3 separate regions of the Mus musculus genome follow, and all the other regions are linked to region 2. A link is a contact called in public HiChIP or PLAC-seq data. All regions are on one chromosome and are shown on one strand. The core of a region is the stretch at or near the end of the contact, and the rest is flanking DNA. Distances in the headings are between cores, read along the strand shown. Region 1 holds the start of Irf2 (interferon regulatory factor 2). Region 2 has its middle 40 kb from the start of Gm39170. Region 3 overlaps Casp3 (caspase 3).

Region 1 (3,879 bases), core at 109-2,608, 130 kb after region 2:
GGGCACAGGGCGGGCACTCATTCCCACCACGTCCCGGAGACCCCAAGCGTTCGTCAGCCTCACCCCCAACCCCATGCTAGCCCGCCGGGCGCCGCTCGGTCCCCGGAGGTTCCCCGCCCCCACACCTCGCCCGTTCCGTAGCCAAGGCGGGTCGGGGCCCAGCGCGCCAGGCCGGCCCCGGGGGCGCCCGCGGGGACCCGGAGGCACTCGCAGCTAGGCCGCGCCGGGGTGGGTGACCCCTGAGCGCGGAGCCCTCCGGGGACGCGCCTCCGAGGCGCCTCACGCGCTGGGACAAGTGCAGTGACAAAGCCCGGAGGCCAGGCCAGACGCTGGCCGGCGGGGAGGAGGACGCGACGTTCCTGGCGTGTGGCGGCGGCCCAGTCCCCAGGAAGCCGGGCGCGCCGGCCAGGCCCGCGCCCAGCCGCGCGCGGAGCCCGCCCGGCCCGAGTGTCCACTGGCACCAGACGCCGGTCACCCGACCCCAAGCCCCGCGGGCGAGCGCATCCTGGGACCGCCTTAGGGCAGCCTTCAAGTTTACAGTGGTCACTGCCCGGGCACGGGCATCTAGGGACCGCGGGTGCCAGTCTATTTACACCAGAGACCGCCGGGAAAGAAGGGCCGCTGGGCACCGAGAAGAACCCGGTTCCCTTCCTCGGACCTGGTGGCGACAGTGTCTGTAAACACTCATACACATACAACACACACACACACACACACACACCAATTTTATTTTAAATGAGGCCGGACTCCAACGGACCTGTACCCACAACACACGACACCTGGAGCGCAGAATCACACAGAGCAGATCTGTGTCCATGGAGCCACCTCTTCTCATCTGCAAATCCAAAAGTGAAATTAAACCTTCACTAACCTCCTCCTCCTCCCTCTCTACCTCCTCCTCTTTGCAGCCTCAGCAGCCCCAGTACCAGCGGCAACAGCAGCAGACCCCTGCTTCCCCTAAAATCAGATGATCCATAACTGCGCCGACTCTTCCTCCAAAAATCGGTATTAATATTTATGAACCCCGGCATTTTTCCGTCTGCAAAACATCGTGTCAAAGCATCAGGACGCACATACATACATAGCTCCTCCTGTCCCCGTCAACATGCCCTCGAGAGAAAACACACGCACAGCCACAACTATTATTTGAAAAAAAAAAATGTTACCTCTCAATGTGCTTTTTTTTTTCCACGCTACCAATACAATCCCGCAAGGTGTGAGTGTTGTTAGGGTGTGTAAAATGGAAATGAAAGCCCGTCAGTTGAATAATCGCAGGAGCAAAACTAAAAGTTAGTCCCCGGCTTGCCTGAGAACAGTCCAGATCGAAAGCAAAACAAGGAGAGGAAACTGCGAGGAGCCGAGGCTGGAAATCCCCCCCACCCCCGCCCTCTCCCGGCCCCGCTCCCTCCCTCGCTCCCCCTCCGCCCTCCTCCCTCCCCGCCCTTCCTCCCCAGTGTTTGTTTCAAGCTTGTGCAACCCGGAGGTGGAGGCAGAGGGAGGGCTCCAGCCGCCAGCCTGGAGGTGCGGAAGTTCGCCGCCGCTGTTCATTGGCGGCCGGCACGGCTTTCATCATTTCTCGGAAAAGTCAATTTCATTTTCACTTCCCCACGTCGCGGCTGCGGGGAGCAACAAGCGGCAGCGCGTGTGAGCGTGGGGATCGCGCCGAAGGGCGCGCGCTTTTCACCGGGGCCACGCTGGGACTGTGGGGCACCAGAAGTGGTGGACGGGGCGCTGGCTTGGGAGCTGGCCACCAGCTGGTGGTGGCCGTAGGGAAGGAAGGAGATGACCTGACTCTACATCCTACCTGAAGGGTGGAGATGGACCAGAGAGAGCCCCGGAAGCCTGGGGACCCTTCCCGACCTGTGGCTTAAGTGCTCAGAACCGCTGTGCACAGGCTGCATATACAAACTCATCTTGGAAAGTCGCCCGCTGCAAAGGAATGTAAGGAACGAAGTCAGCTGAAAAGACGGCATTACTTGTGCCCCTACTTTATTGGATCTCCTACTGGGGAACGGGGGGGGGGGGGGGGTTTGAGGGGGGTTGAAGGGCCAGCCTGGCACTCAGTGTGGAAGCTAGGATGGTTAGGAAGGCCTTCCCCTAGAAAGTCACTCTCCAAAGTTACTTCATGTCTTTGCCATAACCGGTCCAGTTCCTGCAAAATGCAAGGGTTTGAGTTACATGAACTTAAACTGTCTTGATTGGGACTGAACCTGGAGGGAACGCTGCCTGTTAACTCCTAAATTTGGCTGTCCTTATTGGTTGAACATCCTTGGCTGCTGTCCTCTGTGCTGTTCCGTGGAGACAATACTGAATGCAAGAAGAGGGCCCAGTACCTATGACAGGTGCAGCGGCCTATGGGCTCTACTAGGCCAGCTCGCTTGGAACCTCTTGCTGTTTGGTCACTTAACTTTAAAAGTATTCCCTTACATTTAGTTACACCTGCTTCTTGCCTGGCTTACAGTTTCCTCAGCCCACCACCTGCCTTCTCTAACCACTGGGGAAAGCATCCCACCCTAGGAGACTGTCACTATCTATGTGTAAACATCTGAAAAATAATTCTACCTCCTCTTTGCCATAGAATTAGTGGATTCCACAGACAGGGATAAAGGAAAGTATGCATGCCCTTGTAGAAGGAGAGCAGTGAGATTAAGGACCCTGTCTTGTGGCCTCAAAATAGATCCTTCCTGCACAGTGTCCTTTATTTCTCCCATAATAACACTGCACACTCCTTGCATTTATATTTCATATATCAGTAACCACAGGGATATACACACTGCATGGTAGTTGTATGTCTTTACCCACCAGGCACCTAAGTTAAAAGCCTAATAACCACAGGTCATTATTTTCTGGCTTTGTGTGTGTATGGGTGAGTGTGGTACATGTGTGCATGTGTGCATGTGTACTCACGGAGGCCAGAGTGTCCTGCTCAGCCCTTCTCCACGGTGTTGATTGGAGACAGGGTTTCTCACTGAACCTAGAACTAGGCTGGTAGCCAGCCACTCCAGCAATCTTCATGTCTCTGCCAGCCACAGCACTGGAATGAGGTGGGCACAGAGCCAGACCTGGCTTTTCAAGAGTCTTGGGGATTTGAACTCAACTCCCCATTGCTTGCTCAGCAAGCCCCCTTCCCCCATCTCTGCGGCCCCTTTTGTTGTTGTTTTCTTTGCTGTTGCTGTTTTTTATTTTTGCTTGTTTGTTTGTGTGTCTGGGTTTTTTGTTTGTTTGTTTGTTTTGTTTTTTGTTTTTTTTCTAGACAGGATCATCTTAGGAAGTCTAGGTGAACCAGAATTGTTTTCCAAGCTGTCCGGGAACTAACAACGTTCCTGCCTTGGCTCTTGAATCCTGGAATTATGGGCCTGTGCTATCTCTGTTTATTTTAATCGGTGTGCAACCCATTGTCTTCTCTTCCCTAGAACAGGGAGAGGAAAGGCCTACATAAATAGCCCCTCCGGTCCCCATCCACACGCCTTCTTTCTGAGCTTCTTATCTCGGTTCAGCATCCTTCATGTGCAGGCCGAAGGAACGACAGAAACAATGAGGTCTGGTGGGGCCAACCGATGTCTCTTCCCTGCTATCTATGATAGGAGCTTCCTCAGAGATGAAAACTCAGGGGAGCCAGAGAGGACCATGTCCACAAATCTCTAAGAGGCATCCTAAGGCCCTGTATCCGTGAACAGAGGCTAGTCCTGGAAACCCCATTGCCAGGCACAGGGAGCATCCTGTCTCCGTGCTTTCCTGACGATTGGCTTCCCATTTGTGTCTTCACTAGATTCTCCATCAGGAAACAGTCCTGCCCGCTCTAAGTGCACCCCAATCTCACTGTTTCAGAAAGAGCAATGCCCTACTTATGTGTGGTCTTTAACCACACATAAAAAAGTT
Region 2 (3,914 bases), core at 1,350-3,849:
TGCACAAGCTCGCTTTCTGGCTTGGCCAATAGTTTGAAAATGAAAATGGTAGACAGCAGCCAGAAGCCTATTCTTGGGGCAAATACTTGGTTTGGGATAATAGGAGAATAAAACTAATAAAAATTCCTGCCAGCACTAAACAGGTTAAGAGAGACACATAATTAGATGTAGAATTTGTGGCAGTCAAAACCCTAGGTAACTGGGAAATATACTTTAAGAAAAATATAAAATTATAATTACAAACTAAGAGTGAGTTTTAATATTTGGAACTAAAGAATATTACTATGTATATATAAAATTTATACTTTAGAGATTTGTTAATATAAATATCATGAAACCTGAAATCTTTATTAATTAGATAGATGGTTAAAACACTTTTGTATTTTCTCCACACAATTACTATCTACCTATATAATAACCTAAGAATATATATTTTGTGATGACATATCACTATATAGCATAGGCTGGCCTCAAACTCATCTAGCATGTCAGATATGTATAACCACACCCAGATGTAATAATTATATTTAAATGAAAAGAACAAAATATTGTACAGTATTTTCTTTATATGCTTGATTAAAATGGGCTTTGTTGTTGAGAAATTTAGGAAAGACTGCATTTCACAAAAGTATTACTGTAGCAATAAACATTGGACTGGTTTTCACGTTTGTGAAAATCTGTAGTCTTTCATATAGGACTTGTTATAGATACAGTTACTACTTGTAATACTATTAGAGATTGTGCCCACTACTAACACAGGGTCTCATAGATCGCAGGCCTCAAACTCACTACATACTTAAGAATAGCCTTAAACTTCTAATCTTCCTGTTCTACCTCCTAAGCACGGGGATTATAGGCAATGCACTATTGTACCTGTTTTATGCAGTGCTGTGGTTCAAACCCAGAACAACTGAGTTACATCACCACCCTACAGATTATATCTCACGCAAATGCTATGAAAAACCAAAACATAGATATGGTGAACTCATTTATGCTGTATCACCAGAGTTAGTCGTAACTGGGAAGAGGAAATACACTTTTGACTAGCTATCATTAGAAAACCAACCCTTTACTCCATTGAATGGAAGAATTGCCCACAGACTAGCTGCTGACTGTATGAGTTTTTAGCTCTGCTTTTTTCTCCACTCCCCACAGACTCCCGATGCTGCTACAAAGTGCCAGGCTTTCTCTGGTCCTGCACATTTATGTCTTAATACTGGACAAATCAGCCCTATGGGCTTGGGAGTCATTCTTGAAAATCATTGCTCTGCATGGTGGCTATTCATAACTCAACCATATGTGAAATTGAATGGCAGAAACCACATAAATATATCCCATTTAACCCAAACTAAATGCAGTCTCAACACAAATGCCGTTAAGGCAAATACAAAGACACTCAGAGTCTCTCCCAATACCAACACAAGGAAAATAGAAACAGGAAGGAAGCCAGGATGGAGGAGAGTCAGTCCTTTTAACTTGCCAAGTAGGGTGCCGTTACAGATTTCATGACCACATGACCATTCGAATACACACACACACACACACACACACACACACACGCACACACACACACACACACACATACACGCACACATGCATGGATCTCCCCCAGGACGTCAGAAGCAGCGAAAGCAAGTCTGGGATCCCGTAGAGTAAATACCAATAGCCTCATGCTAACCCCCCCCCCCCTGTCTCATCACTAGTAGATACCAGCTCCAAATCTTCATTTACATAGCACTGGAAAATGCTGGAAAGGGCTCAGCTGTTAGGAGCACTGGTCGTTCTCCCAAAGGACCTGGGTTCTGTTTCCAGCACTCATGTGGTAGCTTAAAAAAATCATCACAGCTCCAGTTCCGGGGGATCCGATGCCCCCTTCTGGCCTCCACAGACACGCAGGCAAAATGCTCATACATATAAAATGAATACATTTACATATAAAATAGATCTTAAACGCCCTGAAAAGCTACTTATTAAAACCTTGATTCCCCAGATGATCATGCACTTGGAAAGGAGTGAGAACGTTGGTAGGTAGAATCTAGTAGCTTAGTAAGGCCTTTAAAGAGGCTATTGCTGCTCCGACCAATTCCTCTATCACCCTGACTCTCGCCTACCATGCTGTTAACACGTCTCTTTGACATGATTCTTCCTCGCCATAGGCCCCAAAGTACTGTGTCCAAGAAACTGTGGACTGAAACCTCAGGAACCCAGGGCCAACATAACGTGTCCTGTTTAAGTAGATGTATTGTCATTGCTTTGTCACAGAGGCGGATACCGGACTGACAGAGAAAACCCGTACTGAGAAGTGGGGTTGTTTGGAAGGAATGAGCTGAGTTAGGGAACTTTTGAAGGAACTGGAGAGAGCCTCTAACCCTGTGAACCGGGTTTAAGGGGCAGGTTGGGCAGCATCTCAAGCCCAGAATGCAGACAGGAATGCGGTCAGTCAAACACTGTGCCGATAAGGTTTCAGTTAGCAAAAAAAGGTCTCTTGTGGGACTGAGTAAGAAACCGCTCGTGGTACATTCTGTCAAACTACTCAGCTACATTTGGCATGCTCTGAGCTTAAAGGGTCTTTCATCCTGTGAGAAAGCACTAAGGCAGAGCCTTCAGGCTGTGGCCTGGACACACCCTTCACTCAGATTCGAAGTGAGTCAGCACACAGGACAGACTTGAGGAGAGGAAAGACTTGAAAAACTTGTAGTTGTGGTAGGAAAGGAGGGTGTTTGCATTGGGCAGGCTTCTGTGTCACTGTGACCAAATGCCTGAGACAATAACTTAATCTCCCTAATGCTGCAACCCTTTAATACAGTTCCTCATGTTATGGTGACACCATCCCCCAACCATAAAATTACTTTCATTGCTACTTCATAACTGTAATTTTGCTACTGTTATGAGTTGTAATGTAAATATTTGATGTGCAGGATATCTGACCCCTGTGAAAGATTTATTTGAGTCCCCTTATCAAAGGGGTTGCAACCCACGGCTTGGGAACCATTGACTTAAAGGAAGAGAGACAATTAGATCATGGTCTTGGAGTCCTTATGGGTGCTTGACTCCTTACAACTGCACAGAACTCTGTGGTGGTAAAAGTGTGTAGTGAAGGAATTCTTCACTTCGTGGGGGACAGAAAGCATAATAAGTGATGAAAAGGGGGGCCAGGGACAAAATCCCCAGGACCTCCACAAGTGTTTAACTTTCACCAGTAGACCTGACTTTATGGAGTTTCCAGAACTAACTGGAGACTAAACTATTAGAGCATGGGCCCACGGGAAATCTTTGAAAGTCAAATCATAGCTTTTAAAAGTTGTAGCCCAGGAAGGCGTGTCTTCTGAAGAAATGACAACATTTGACAGCAACTAAAAAGCTCGCAGCGCTGCTCAAAGTCAGTGGGTCATGGAAAACAAACCAGGGCGTGAAATAGGAAGGGGATGAGGAAGAGAAAGGATTCCAGGAGCGTGGGAGGAGGTTAGGAGAGGGCAAAGGGAAGGGGTGTAAAAATAACCCAAATGAAGATAAACCCAGGCAAACAAAGAAGCTAATTACTTTGCTCTTCACTGTTAGGAAAGCTGCTCCAGGATATGTCAGGATTCAGTAGGACACACCCAAGTTCTCAGCTTCAAGGATTTTGCTGCAAAGGGATCCCTGTGGTCCACCCAGGGATTCACTCTGAGCCAGCCAGTAAATCATTTCTCTGGGTTTGTTTCCCCATGTTCAGTTATCTAGACCCTTGGGGGCTTCCATAGTTGACTCCAAACAGACCCAGCTACTGCTGAAGTCAGTCCCAGAAATTGGCTGGCACATTTGATTCTTGATTCTGGTTTTGCCTGCATGCAGAATGCATGAGTCACGGGTTGACGAAGGCTTCCAATGAAGTTGTGAAAGAGGGTCTGGAAGCAGTGTAAGTCTTTCAAGCTTTA
Region 3 (4,453 bases), core at 677-3,176, 230 kb after region 2:
TATGCCATCCATCTCATGAATATTCATGCAACATGTTTTTGTTTGTTTTTTGTTTTGTTTTGTTTTCTGAGACAGGGTTTCTCTGTACAGCCCTGGCTGTCCTGGAACTCACTCTGTAGACCAGGCTGGCCTCAAACTCAGAAATCCACCTGCCTCTGCCTCCCGAGTGCTGGGATTAACCACAGCACATGCTTGGCATGGTGATGCATGCCTATACCTCCAGCACTTGGGCGATACTGTCCAGTCTGGTAGGTGATATCATAATTTATATTCCTCTTATTATGATGGGAGATTGGGTTATCTGAACATAAGGGGTATATGCTCTCTTTGTTTACACTTGCTCTATTCACATACATGGCCCAGTTGATGGTTTTTATCTTGTGTATGTGTAGGCCAGGTGATAATGGGACTGGTATCATTTCTCCATAGCTGAGCACATCAGCCATGCGTTTGCCATGGAGACTAGGCTGGTTGACCAGTGAGCCTCAGGAACTCACTTATCTCCATCACTGCTGGAATTATAAGCGAGCATCACAATTCGGGTTTTTTTTCCTTTTAACATGGATTCTGGGGATCAAGTTCTAGTTCAGGTTCTTGTGCTGGCAAGGAAACTGCTTTACCCAGCTAACTACTCCCAGACCCATAGCTCCAGTTGTTTTCTTTGTACTATCTCAGACCTCTTTATATAGATAGTATGGAAATTACAATGGGCTAGCCTTTTCTCCACACATTAAAGAGCTAGTCTTTAAAGGTTTAATTTCATGTATATAGGTATTTAGCCCACGTGTATGCCTCTGCACCATGTGCATAAAATTCCCAAGGAGGCAAAAAGAGGCAGTTGGGTCCCCTGGAGCTAGTTACAAAAAATTGTGAGCTGCCATGTGGGTGCTTGGGTTCAAATCCAGTTCTTCTGAAGAACAGCCGACGCTCTTAACTGCTGAGTCATTTCTCCACCACCCTATCCCCTGTTAGAAAGCAGCTAGACAAAAACATTCGTGACACGCTCCTCCTTGTGTACAGGAGTTCCTTGATCCACTTTTGACCTTCACTTTAGAGAAGCTGTGGTTATTATGTAAACTTTGGAGGAGCTGAGTCCCCACCCCTTCCTGTATTCTTTGAGTATATTCTACCTATTTCTTTGGGTTTAAATCCTATCATATCAGAGGTTCTTCCACTTGCCAACACCTTAACATATTAGATTAAGGCCTTGTTGCATCCTCTGACTCTCTCAAATTAGACTGTGGGTTAAAATTATTTTAACTTTCACTTAGTTATTACAACAGCAAAAGTATTGACGACGACAACAACAACAACAACAACAACAAACCCTCAAATACACTGATAATTTTAAATCTGAATTTATGTTTTGAAATAAAATTGCAAGGTAACAAACTTTTATAAAATTGTCACATGGGAACACACTTTAAAATACCATCACATGCTGCATTCACTTAGAAAGCGTTAACAACAAAGCCAGTCTAAACAAGAATCTATCCGTTACAATGTGAGTTCCTTCCTTTCTTTGTGCAACAAGGAAGCTTAGGAGAAATGCTGCGAGAGCCAGCAGTGACTCAGCACCCCCATAAGGAGGCCAGGAGCAGAGCACAGTCTCCCTGAGGATGGACTGCAGCCCGCAGCTTCTCCACATGGGCTGCAGGGCTATTGCTGGATGCTTTCCAAGTCCTGTGTGCCCTGGCCCTTTCGTTTCTAGCACAGTATAAATATCACCATTATTTTTCCTTTCTTTGTAAACGTCAACAGAAAAGTCAGCATGCTACAGACTCTGGACATGGAGTCCAGTGAACTTTCTTCAGACTCTCAGCCCTCTGGGAAAGCCTTTTTGCAGAAGTTTGTGATCTGGTTCACTTTCCCACGTGGTAACTTGGACATCATCCACACAAACCAGAACTCACAAGGGGGGTGGGGTGAGGGGTGGGGAGTCCAGCTGGCAGGCCTTTTCTGAAGATGTGCCCATGGCTCTGCCAAGTCTCTGCTCTGGCTCAAACCACATTCTCTCCAACTACAGTAGATTTCATCTCTCCTTTTCTTAAGCTCTGTTTGACAACTGGTATTATAGTATATTCCTATAGAATTCCTGTACTTCATTCTAATAATCAACCATTTGAGGCTGTTACATAACAGCTCTTGAGATATTTTGCTGGTCTGTAAGACCGAGCTGATTTGTATAAGGATAAGTAAGAAACAAATGCTGATGGATTTTAGCACCTTGCCTTCAATGAGTCAACCAAGTTCGCACACGGTTTTCCTCTCACATAAATACTCAAGTTATTTTTGTTCCAGTAATAAAACATGATTTTTTTTTTTAAAATAACAAATACGTGTTGTGGACAACTGTCACAAAACCAGTAGCTATAATGCATGCTATGGTGGTCCAACTCTTCACTTCCATAAATCAGGTCCAAAACAAGGGTTCCAGCCTTTGACTCTGCTCATGGATTCAAGTTCTAAGACATTATCATTTGACATTATTGTTTCTACGTTTAACGAAAACTAGAACAACATTCTTAACATGAGTGGGGAGTATAAAATCATCAGTGGAAAAGCTGTACTGCTTCAAAATGACTTCAAAATTCATAGTATCGCCAAATCTTGCTAATTATAAAAGGGCAACTTTGTAATTTCATCTAGGATGATAGTACCATCATTGACAGTTACTTGCTCCTTATTAAATTAAATTTCATTTCAACTACCTGATGTCGAAGTTGAGGTAGCTGCACTGTGGCTGGCTGCATTGCTAGGCAGTGGTAGCGTACAAAGACCAGGAGGACCGTCAGATTAGATTTAAATGAGAGTCTCCCTGACAGCTTTCTCATTTGGCATAACAAAACAGAAACACGCCCCCCCCCACCCCCAATCATTCCTCTAGTGATAAAAGTACAGTTCTTTCGTGAGCATGGACACAATACACGGGATCTGTTTCTTTGCGTGGAAAGTGGAGTCCAGGGAGAAGGACTCGAATTCCGTTGCCACCTTCCTGTTAACGCGAGTGAGAATGTGCATAAATTCTAGCTTGTGCGCGTACAGCTTCAGCATGCTGCAAAGGGACTGGATGAACCACGACCCGTCCTTTGAATTTCTCCAGGAATAGTAACCTAGGAGGCAAAAATACGAAGGACTGTATCTTCTATTACACCACAGCATCACTCTGGAGGAGTCTACACATTTTCATATAACCAGAACGATCCAGACAGACATAAGCTTCCTCAGTCTTAGAAGCCACACAAAGGAAAATAATTAGCAACCCTGGACTCCAGACCTCACTGCTCTCTGCTGGAAAAGAAAACGCAGATCAATCAGGACTGACTACTGTTGGTTTCCCGAGTTCTACTTTAGGGTCTCTTTCCCATAGGTCAGGGCGAAGAAGAGGAAGACACAGACCGGACAATACCAGGTTGTGCAAAGCTATGCAAATGGGACCCTGTAGGTAACATGGTGTTTCAATCTGAACTCATCTGTTATGAATACTGGCTCAGGCAGGAAATAAACTGCTTACATATACACACACTTTAAAAAGGTTTCTTTGCTTATTCATTTTATGTTTATGATGTCTCAGCCTGCATGTATGCAAGTGCCCTGTGCCCACGCAGATCAGAAGAGGGAGTCAGAACCCTGGAATCAGGGTTACCCGTGGTTGTGAGCTACCGTGCGGCTGTGAGCACCCGAAGCCAGGTCCTCTGCATGAGTAACAAGTGCCCTTAACCACTAAGCTGTTTATTAGAGATGTACACTTTAAAAAAATGACATTAGTTTGCCTCTGGGGCAACTGGATGAATAAAACAAATAGTATTCAAAAAGGCCCCCCCCCATAGGGTTTTTGTATTTATTTTCAGATTAACTACAGGATTCATTGTGTTTAGCTTAGAAGTACACTGCTTAGAAGATACCTAGTGGATAAAATAAACAAGATGAGTATATTTTATTTGTTTAATAGATCTATCTATCTATCTATCTATCTATCTATCTATCTATCTATCTATCTATCTCTCTATCTACTTATTGTGTGCATGTAGCTGTGCATGTGCCAGACAGTACACATGGAACTCAAAAGACAACTGTGAGAGCCAGGTTTTCTCAGACTACGATATGCACATAACCACATACAGGTTTACACCCACAAACAACTGAACACCGTGTGTGTGTGTGTGTGTGTGTGTGTGTGTGTGTGGTTGTTTATATGACAATGACCCCCATAGGCTCACATGTTTGAATACTTGGTCCCGAGTAAGTGGAACTTTTTGGGAAGGATTGGGAATCATGGCCTTGGTGAAAGTGGTGTGTCAGGTGGACTTTGAGGACTCAAAAGCCAGCATCATTTCCAGTTAGTTCTCTCTACCTTGTGCTGTGCTTGTAGATGGAGATGTAAGCCTACACCTGTCTACTGCATGGCCGCCCTCACCTCCACCCCCGTTTCCTGCCACAATGGTCCACAGAC

The links. HiChIP or PLAC-seq counts read pairs in DNA pulled down with a chosen protein or histone mark.
Region 1: a FOXA1 HiChIP or PLAC-seq map of pancreatic cancer cells shows a contact between it and region 2. The contact joins the promoter of Irf2 here to the enhancer-like site in region 2. A contact is called at or near these places in 13 of 39 promoter capture datasets (the 3T3-L1 cell line, 3T3-L1-derived adipocytes, the C10 cell line and 7 more), 2 of 15 datasets of contacts at CTCF or cohesin (large pre-B cells and pro-B cells), 45 of 484 Hi-C or Micro-C datasets (the 3T3-L1 cell line, 3T3-L1-derived adipocytes, B cells and 29 more), 23 of 115 datasets of contacts at active chromatin or transcription factors (the 230-238 cell line, CD8 T cells, the HPC-7 cell line and 18 more) and 4 of 9 other capture datasets (adipose tissue, bone marrow-derived macrophages, liver and 1 more).
Region 3: a FOXA1 HiChIP or PLAC-seq map of pancreatic cancer cells shows a contact between it and region 2. The contact joins two enhancer-like sites. A contact is called at or near these places in 4 of 115 datasets of contacts at active chromatin or transcription factors (CD8 T cells, the NIH/3T3 cell line, microglia and 1 more).

What each region holds. Positions count from the first base shown.
Region 1 is chr8:46,737,224-46,741,102 of GRCm38.p6, reverse strand. Irf2 (interferon regulatory factor 2) reads right to left here and starts at 1,358. Exons shown (of 9, transcript NM_008391.4): 1 at 1,167-1,358. It overlaps Gm16675 (predicted gene, 16675), which reads left to right and starts at 1,588. Exons shown (of 3, transcript NR_045750.1): 1 at 1,588-1,941.
Region 2 is chr8:46,868,351-46,872,264 of GRCm38.p6, reverse strand. No RefSeq gene overlaps it. Among named protein-coding and RNA genes, the nearest start is that of Gm39170, 40 kb to the right of the region's middle. Within about 2 kb of position 2,599, at least 170 of the 459 cell types and tissues checked have an H3K27ac peak or open chromatin away from gene starts, as enhancers often do. A contact at or near this core is called in 3T3-L1-derived adipocytes, the C2C12 cell line, CD8 T cells and 23 more, where this site is marked.
Region 3 is chr8:46,636,579-46,641,031 of GRCm38.p6, reverse strand. It overlaps Casp3 (caspase 3), which reads right to left. Exons shown (of 7, transcript NM_001284409.1): 7 at 1,334-3,113. The coding sequence ends at 2,884. Among named protein-coding and RNA genes, the nearest start is that of Casp3, 22 kb to the right of the region's middle. Within about 2 kb of position 1,926, at least 154 of the 459 cell types and tissues checked have an H3K27ac peak or open chromatin away from gene starts, as enhancers often do. A contact at or near this core is called in the NIH/3T3 cell line, microglia and pancreatic cancer cells, where this site is marked.